2 separate regions of the Mus musculus genome follow, and region 2 is linked to region 1. A link is a contact called in public promoter capture Hi-C data. All regions are on one chromosome and are shown on one strand. The core of a region is the stretch at or near the end of the contact, and the rest is flanking DNA. Distances in the headings are between cores, read along the strand shown.

Region 1 (3,353 bases), core at 483-2,982:
AAATTATCTAGACTCACATTTAACCTGTCCATATGCTTGTGTGTATATTTACTTACTAACTTAATACATTTGGTTTGGGTTTTTTGTTTGTTTGTTTGTTCGTTTGCTTGCTTTTTGGGTTTTTTGGTTTGGTTTGGTTTTAGGTTTGCGAGACAGGATTTCTCCGTGTAGCCCTGGCTGTCCTGGAACTCACTCTGTAGACCAGGCTGGCCTTGAACTCAAGAGATTCACCTGGCTCTGCTTCCCAAGTGCTGAAATCAAAGGTGTGTGCCATCATCACCCTGCTATAAATTTGGTTCTTATTAATGTTTGTTGTATCTGTTGTGGTGTTTGGTTGCTTTGTTGGGTTTTTGTTTGTTTGTTTTGCTTATTTAGTTAGTTGGGGTTATTTTTTTTGTTTGGTTGGTTTTTTTATTGTTTTAGAGACAAGGTCTTCCTACATATCCCTGGCTGTCCTGGAGTTCACTGTGTAGACCAGACTGACCTCAGACTTACAGTAACCTTCCTTTCCCTGCCTCCAAGTGCTAGGATTAAAGGCATGCACCACCACCAGAGTTTCACTGTTACTGGTTTACATATTGGCCTGTGTAAACTATCTTTTTCATTCTTTGAAACAATCTCCAGAGTATTCCAGAGTGGTCACAAAATTATGTAATTCAGGCTGGCCTTGAACTCATGGTTATCCCCCGGTTTTAGGCTACCAACTGCTAGAATTACAGGCATGTGCCACCATGCCAGGCTGTAAGTGATCATTTAATGTCACACTTATTTTTATATCATTGTCATTTACATTTCTAAGTTTGAGATAGTGTATTACGTATTTGGATCATGTCACTCTATTTAAAATACGTCATTACATGTTGTGTGCCATGGCTGTTGAGTGGCAGTAGCTCTCACAAGCTTGATTGGCCCGAGGTAACGTTTACAACCTTTGTAAACCATGTTAAAGGCAGGTGCATACAGTTAATATAGCCAGTGAATACCCAACGCGTGCTAGGTGCATCTACCCAAACCACCTAATTTTCAAACCGGCTTGTCTTTTATCATTCACAATTCAAAACAGGTGAAAATGAAGTCAGAGCTCCCAGGGCCACAGTTCTGAAAAGCCCTAGGATAGACTGGTAACGCGAAACCTAGGCTAGGCTACAAGTTTCCTCGTTCCTCTTTCTGCTGCCCCAAACCACTTCCTCCCTGGGATTACAAGGTGACCCAGGAGTGGCCCGGGTTGGGGACTCGAGTCCAGCGCAGGTGTGTTGCCTCCCTCCACGGCGGAAGCCACGGCCCCGCTAGGGAGAAGATTGCACCGGGAGCTCGACACCGACACCTGAGTGTGTCTGGCTCCTCCTAAACAGTAGCCGTCTTCACCCTCTGGGCACCTGTGGGCAAAGTGCGGAAGGCTGGGAGAGTCAGGGTGAGAGAAGTGCGGGAAGAGGAAAGCCGAGAGCAGGAGGGAGGAGACGCCCCGGGAGCTGAGAGGAAAAGGCAGAGCTTTCATATTGCACAGGTGGACAGCCGTGGGGAGCGCCTGGCTGCGAAGCTTGATGGCTGGAGTGTCACTCACGCTGAACTCACGAGCGAGGATTGCCCCCTCCCGGTAGTCCCGGGCCTCCAGCTGCTCCAAGAAGCTCCTCACCAAGTCCGTATGGCGACTCATGCTGCGACCCGCTCTGAGGTCTCCCACAAGGAGTGATCCGACTCCGAGAATTTAGCCACTGCGAGGTGGGGCCTCCATTCCAGCAGCCAATGAAGACCGGTAATTGGCAGGCTCCTCGGCCAATGGCACTAGGAGTTCACTCCGTTCGTCCCGCCCATAGGTGCTGGCTGCCACCGCAGCCGAACTGGCCGTCCAAGTAGCTGCGGGTCCCGCAATTCCCCACTGGCGCCTCGGGTGCTTCGGCTGCCGTGAAGCTGGTGGAGTCCGCACGGAACGCTCAGTCCCATTGGCCTTTCCAGGGGGATGGCTGCGCTCTCAATCTCGCAGGCCGGGTTCCCAAGGTTGCTCCGGAGTCCTGCGAGCGCTGAGGTTCACAGTCGTGCGACAGCGGAATATGAGAGAGGTCGGGGACTTCGAATAAATATATTCCCTGCACTTTGCTCTGGGAAAAGGCCTATTTCTGAGGGTAGGGGGTGTGATTTCACTTTTGGAACCTGCTGGAAAAGCGGGGACACCAGGATTCAGTCCTAACTTGTGGATCTTAACCCATACCCCTCAGGGAGGAAGAGACTAGAGAGGCATTGGGAGGAAAAGTGGTCTCAACACTCACTCCGTCCCCCTTCAGGAGTTTGAAGAAGATCTTATGCTGAAGCTCCTGGGGTCCTGGAGACTAAAGACTGGAGAAGAGCCGTGCTAAGGTTTGTAGCTGAATTGGTAGAGTGCCTGTCCCAGCATTCACAAGGTGGAGGCAAGAAAATCAGAAAGTCAAGGTCACCCTAGCTTACATTGTGAATTCAAAGTTAGCTTGTGATGAAATCCTGTCTCAAAGTTAAAAAAAAAAATGGAAGAAAGGAAGGAAGGAAGGAAGGGAGAGAGAGAGAGAGAGAGAGAGAGAGAGAAAGGAAAATGTTTTAATGATGGTGGAATGGTTCAGTAGGTAAATGCCTTGCCACTAAATAAACATGACAACCTGGATTTGATACCTAGGACCCACATGGTGGAAGGAGAAAATCGACTCCAGAGTGTTGTCCTTGGACAACTACACAGGCTCTATAGTGAGGGTGTATCTCCCTACACACAAAAGAAAATAAAAGGGGGTTCTTTCCAAAACAGGCTTCAGCAGATGGAGTAGCACCACCTGCAAGGGAACCAAAGAATTTCAAGCATTGCCAACTCTCTGTTGAGGGAGGGCTCTGAGGAGATCCGTTTGGGGTCGTGTGCAAAAGTAGGGCTAAGGCGAATTGAAAGTGCTTTAAGCATGCTGAGCGGAGCGGTGGTGGCACACGCCTTTAACCCCAGCACTTGGGAGGCAGAAGCAGGTGGATTTCTGAGTTCGAGGGCAGCCTGGTCCACAGAGTGAGTTCCAGGACACCCAGGGCTATACAGAGAAATCCTGTCTCGAAAAACCAAAAAAAGAAGTGCTTTAAGTCACTGGAAGATGAGTGGGATCATTGGTAAAAGGCTGTCAACTTGGTCATCACAGTGTTTAAATGAAGGAATGGATAGCATCTTTAAAAGCCAGACAAGACTTTATTGGGTTTTATCGCTAGATCTCTGTCTTACGTCACTGTGGGTCTGCCAGTGGTGGCAATGCAAAACAGCCAGATAGTATGAGGGTGATAGTATGAAAACTTTTTCACTGAAATGGGGAAGATGGCAGTAAGATGGCTCAACAGGTAAAGGTCTTGCAGCCACACCT
Region 2 (3,148 bases), core at 447-2,946, 1.8 Mb before region 1:
ATGGCTATGTTCCATTCTATTTGTGGGAGCTCAATCTCACAGTCCAACAAGATTGGTTCATTGGTGTGAAGGGGAAGGTCGGGGGCTGAGTTCTTGCCAGGCAAAGTGGTAGAAAAAATGGCCTTGTGACAGAGCACTGACCCCACCTACGTCTACTGGCAGACGCTGAGAGTTTGCTGACTATGGTTGAGGGGTTCCTGGCCATGGCAAGCCACTTGAAGACCTCTTTACACCCAGTTTTATAAACCTGTGGCCAGAGGAGGTCAGAGAACCTCCAACCAGTGAGTCCTGGAAGGGTCTGCCTGGGGGTGGGGAGCAGGGAGCTTGGCCCAGAGAAGCAAGGCAAAGCTCCCAGCCTGATGGAGGTTCAGAGCAGGAAGCCTCTGTATCCAGAAGCTGTGTGTGGCCGCCTTCACCCAGCAACCACTGTGGTGATTGGTGATTGGCTGCAATCATCAGCTTGCAGAATCTTGGATCACCTGGAAACGGATACTCAGTAAGGGAGTGTCTCCTGGCGGTTGGCCTTTGGGGATGCCTATGAGGAATTTCCTGATTGGGTTAATTGAGTTGTAAACCCACCTTGAATGTGGCTGGCACCATTTCATGAGCTGGGCCTCTAGAGCAATGGTTCTCAGCCTTCCTAATGCTGTGACCCTTTCATACAGTTCCTTATGTTGCGGTGACCCCCAACTATAAAATTATTTTGTTCCCTACTTCATAACTGTAATTTTGCTACTGTTATGAATCATAATGTAAATATCTGATACTCAGGACAGCTGGTATGTGGCCCCTGTTGAGAAACACTGCTCTAGACTGAGAGGGACAGAGAGCCCAGGGCACAGGCATTCAGTGGTCTGCTTCTAGACAATGGGCACACTTTGACCAGTTGTCTCAAGCTCTGACTTCCTGGAAATGATGGACTGGGACTCGGAATTGTGGGGTAAAATAAGCTCTTGCTTCCTTAAGTTGATTTGGTTGAGATATTTTGTCACAGGTTAGGAATAGTTCTGAGATCACAAAAAAGAGACCGCCATTATAATTGTGAGGGTTTGTATATGCTCAGCCCAGGGAGTGGCACTATTAGAAGGTTTGGCCTCCTTGGAGTAGGTGTGGCCTTGTTGGAGTAGGTGTGACCTTGTTGGAGTAGGTGTATCACTGTTGGTGTGGGCTATAAGACCCTCATCCTAACTGCCTGGAAGTCAGTCTTCCACTAGCCGACTTCAGATGAAGATGTAGAACTCTCAGCTCCCCCTGCACCACGCCTGCCTGGATGCTGTCGTTTTCCTGCTTTGATGATAATGGACTGAACCTCTCACCCTGTAAGCCATCCCCAATTAAATGTTGTCCTTATAAGAGTTGCCTTGGTCATGGTGTCTCTTCACAGCAGTAAAATCCTAACTAAGGCAATAAGTAAAGTGTCTTATCTGTGTCCTTACTTTTGCACGAGTTGTTACCCACCTGCAAAAGAGGTGGCCTAAGCTCGGGGACCGGGACGTCCTTCTGGTTTTTATCCCTGATGCAAAAGGGAAGCTGAACTGTACCTCACTGATGGAGGTCCAACCACAAGATCCAGTCTTTAACGTAAGGTGGGAAAAAAAAAATTAAAGCACAGTGGGTTTGTTTTTTTTTTCTTCTGTGTGACTAAGGAGGAAGTAGGGTCAGGAAACGGTGGCTTAGAGCCAGACAGAAGCTGAAAAACAGCTTGCGGTTTAGCAAGGAGGAAGTGGGGCGTACTGTGAAAGAAAAGATAATTGTTTGTTGCATCTGAAAGGGCAACTGGAAAAGAAAATGAGCTGAACACTGCACCGGAGTGTAGCTACAAGTTTCCCTTTCCCATCTTGCGAGGAGTCCCCAGACTAACAAAGAATCTATCTCAGATGCAAGCATAAGCTCACAAACAGGAGAAGCCCAGAGTCTGGGAAACACGATGTCATGGGGGGGAAAAGGCACTCAGTTACACAGAAGCCATGACTATCTGAAGAAACAGATAGCAGAGCAGACAGACCTGAGTGCTCCCGCAGCTATGATCGCATACAGAGAGCGCTCTGAAAAATCTCGACGTCGTGGGAATTAAAGACATGATTACTGAAAATAGTGTAAATATCTGATACACACACACACATATGTGTGTGTGTGTGTGTGTGTGTATATATATATATATATGTATATATGTATATGTATATATATATCCCCATACACACACACATATATATGTATATATATAATCCACACACACATATATATATACATATATATATATCATATATATATATATATATATATACATACATACATACATACATACACACACACACGTATATATATCTGATCAGTTGATGTGAGGAACCGAGGGTCACAGCTGGAATCACCTAGATTGTCCTGTGGAGTTACTAGGAGATAAAAAAATAGATCGAGGGCTGATGAGATGGCTCAATGGGTAAGAGCACTGACTGCTCTTCCAAAGGTCCCGAGTTCAAGTCCCAGCAACCACATGGTGGTTCACAACCACCCATAATGAGATCTGATGCCCTCCTCTGGTGTGTCTGAAGTCAACTACAATATAATAATATTATACATTATATTAATAATATACAATAATAAAAATAAATCTTAAAAGAAATAGATCGAATGGGAGAGTAATGCAGAAGTTCAAAAGCCTGTCCACCAGGAACCACAGAAGGTAAAAAGAAAGAAAGAAAGAAAGAAAGAAAGAAAGAAAGAAAGAAAGAAAGAAAAGAAGAAAGAAAGAAAGAAAAGAAGAAAGAAAGAAAGAAAGAAATGGGGAGGGCTGCTCCGTGGAAGACTGGAGCAGCATGGCTCATCTGAGAGGCTAAAACAGAAGGTTGTTGGTTTGGAAGGTTCTAGTTGGACACAGAACATGCGTATAAGTCAGGGTTTATGCCTATAATCTTAGGATTTGAGAAGCTGAGGCAGGAGGATTGCTATAAGTTCAAAGAGAGTCTGGGGTACATAATGGGTACCAGGTCAGTCAGGGATACTTAACAAGATCTTGTTTCAAAAGTGCCCAACTCTTTACTTGACTCTAATACGTGAATGAATAAATGAAGGAATAAAGGAGGAAGAGGAGGGACGGAACCTATATAAAGTCGTCAAATTGGTGAACTTATATATTGACTGCTGGGGCTCA

The links. Promoter capture Hi-C pulls out the DNA fragments that hold promoters and counts their contacts.
Region 2: a promoter capture Hi-C map of the HPC-7 cell line shows a contact between it and region 1, with 6 times the contacts expected there. The contact joins the enhancer-like site here to the promoter of Ptpn18 in region 1. A contact is called at or near these places in 4 of 39 promoter capture datasets (the HPC-7 cell line, embryonic stem cells, hippocampal neurons and 1 more), 1 of 484 Hi-C or Micro-C datasets (B cells) and 1 of 9 other capture datasets (liver).

What each region holds. Positions count from the first base shown.
Region 1 is chr1:34,458,125-34,461,477 of GRCm38.p6, reverse strand. Ptpn18 (protein tyrosine phosphatase, non-receptor type 18) reads right to left here and starts at 1,732. Exons shown (of 15, transcript NM_011206.2): 1 at 1,562-1,732. The coding sequence starts at 1,654. It overlaps Gm32504 (a long non-coding RNA gene), which reads left to right and starts at 443. Exons shown (of 4, transcript XR_373299.3): 1 at 443-1,719; 2 at 1,815-2,057; 3 at 2,214-3,353.
Region 2 is chr1:36,262,864-36,266,011 of GRCm38.p6, reverse strand. It overlaps Neurl3 (neuralized E3 ubiquitin protein ligase 3), which reads left to right. Exons shown (of 4, transcript NM_153408.2): 4 at 1-1,410. Among named protein-coding and RNA genes, the nearest start is that of Neurl3, 9.0 kb to the left of the region's middle. Within about 2 kb of position 1,696, at least 133 of the 459 cell types and tissues checked have an H3K27ac peak or open chromatin away from gene starts, as enhancers often do. A contact at or near this core is called in B cells, the HPC-7 cell line and liver, where this site is marked.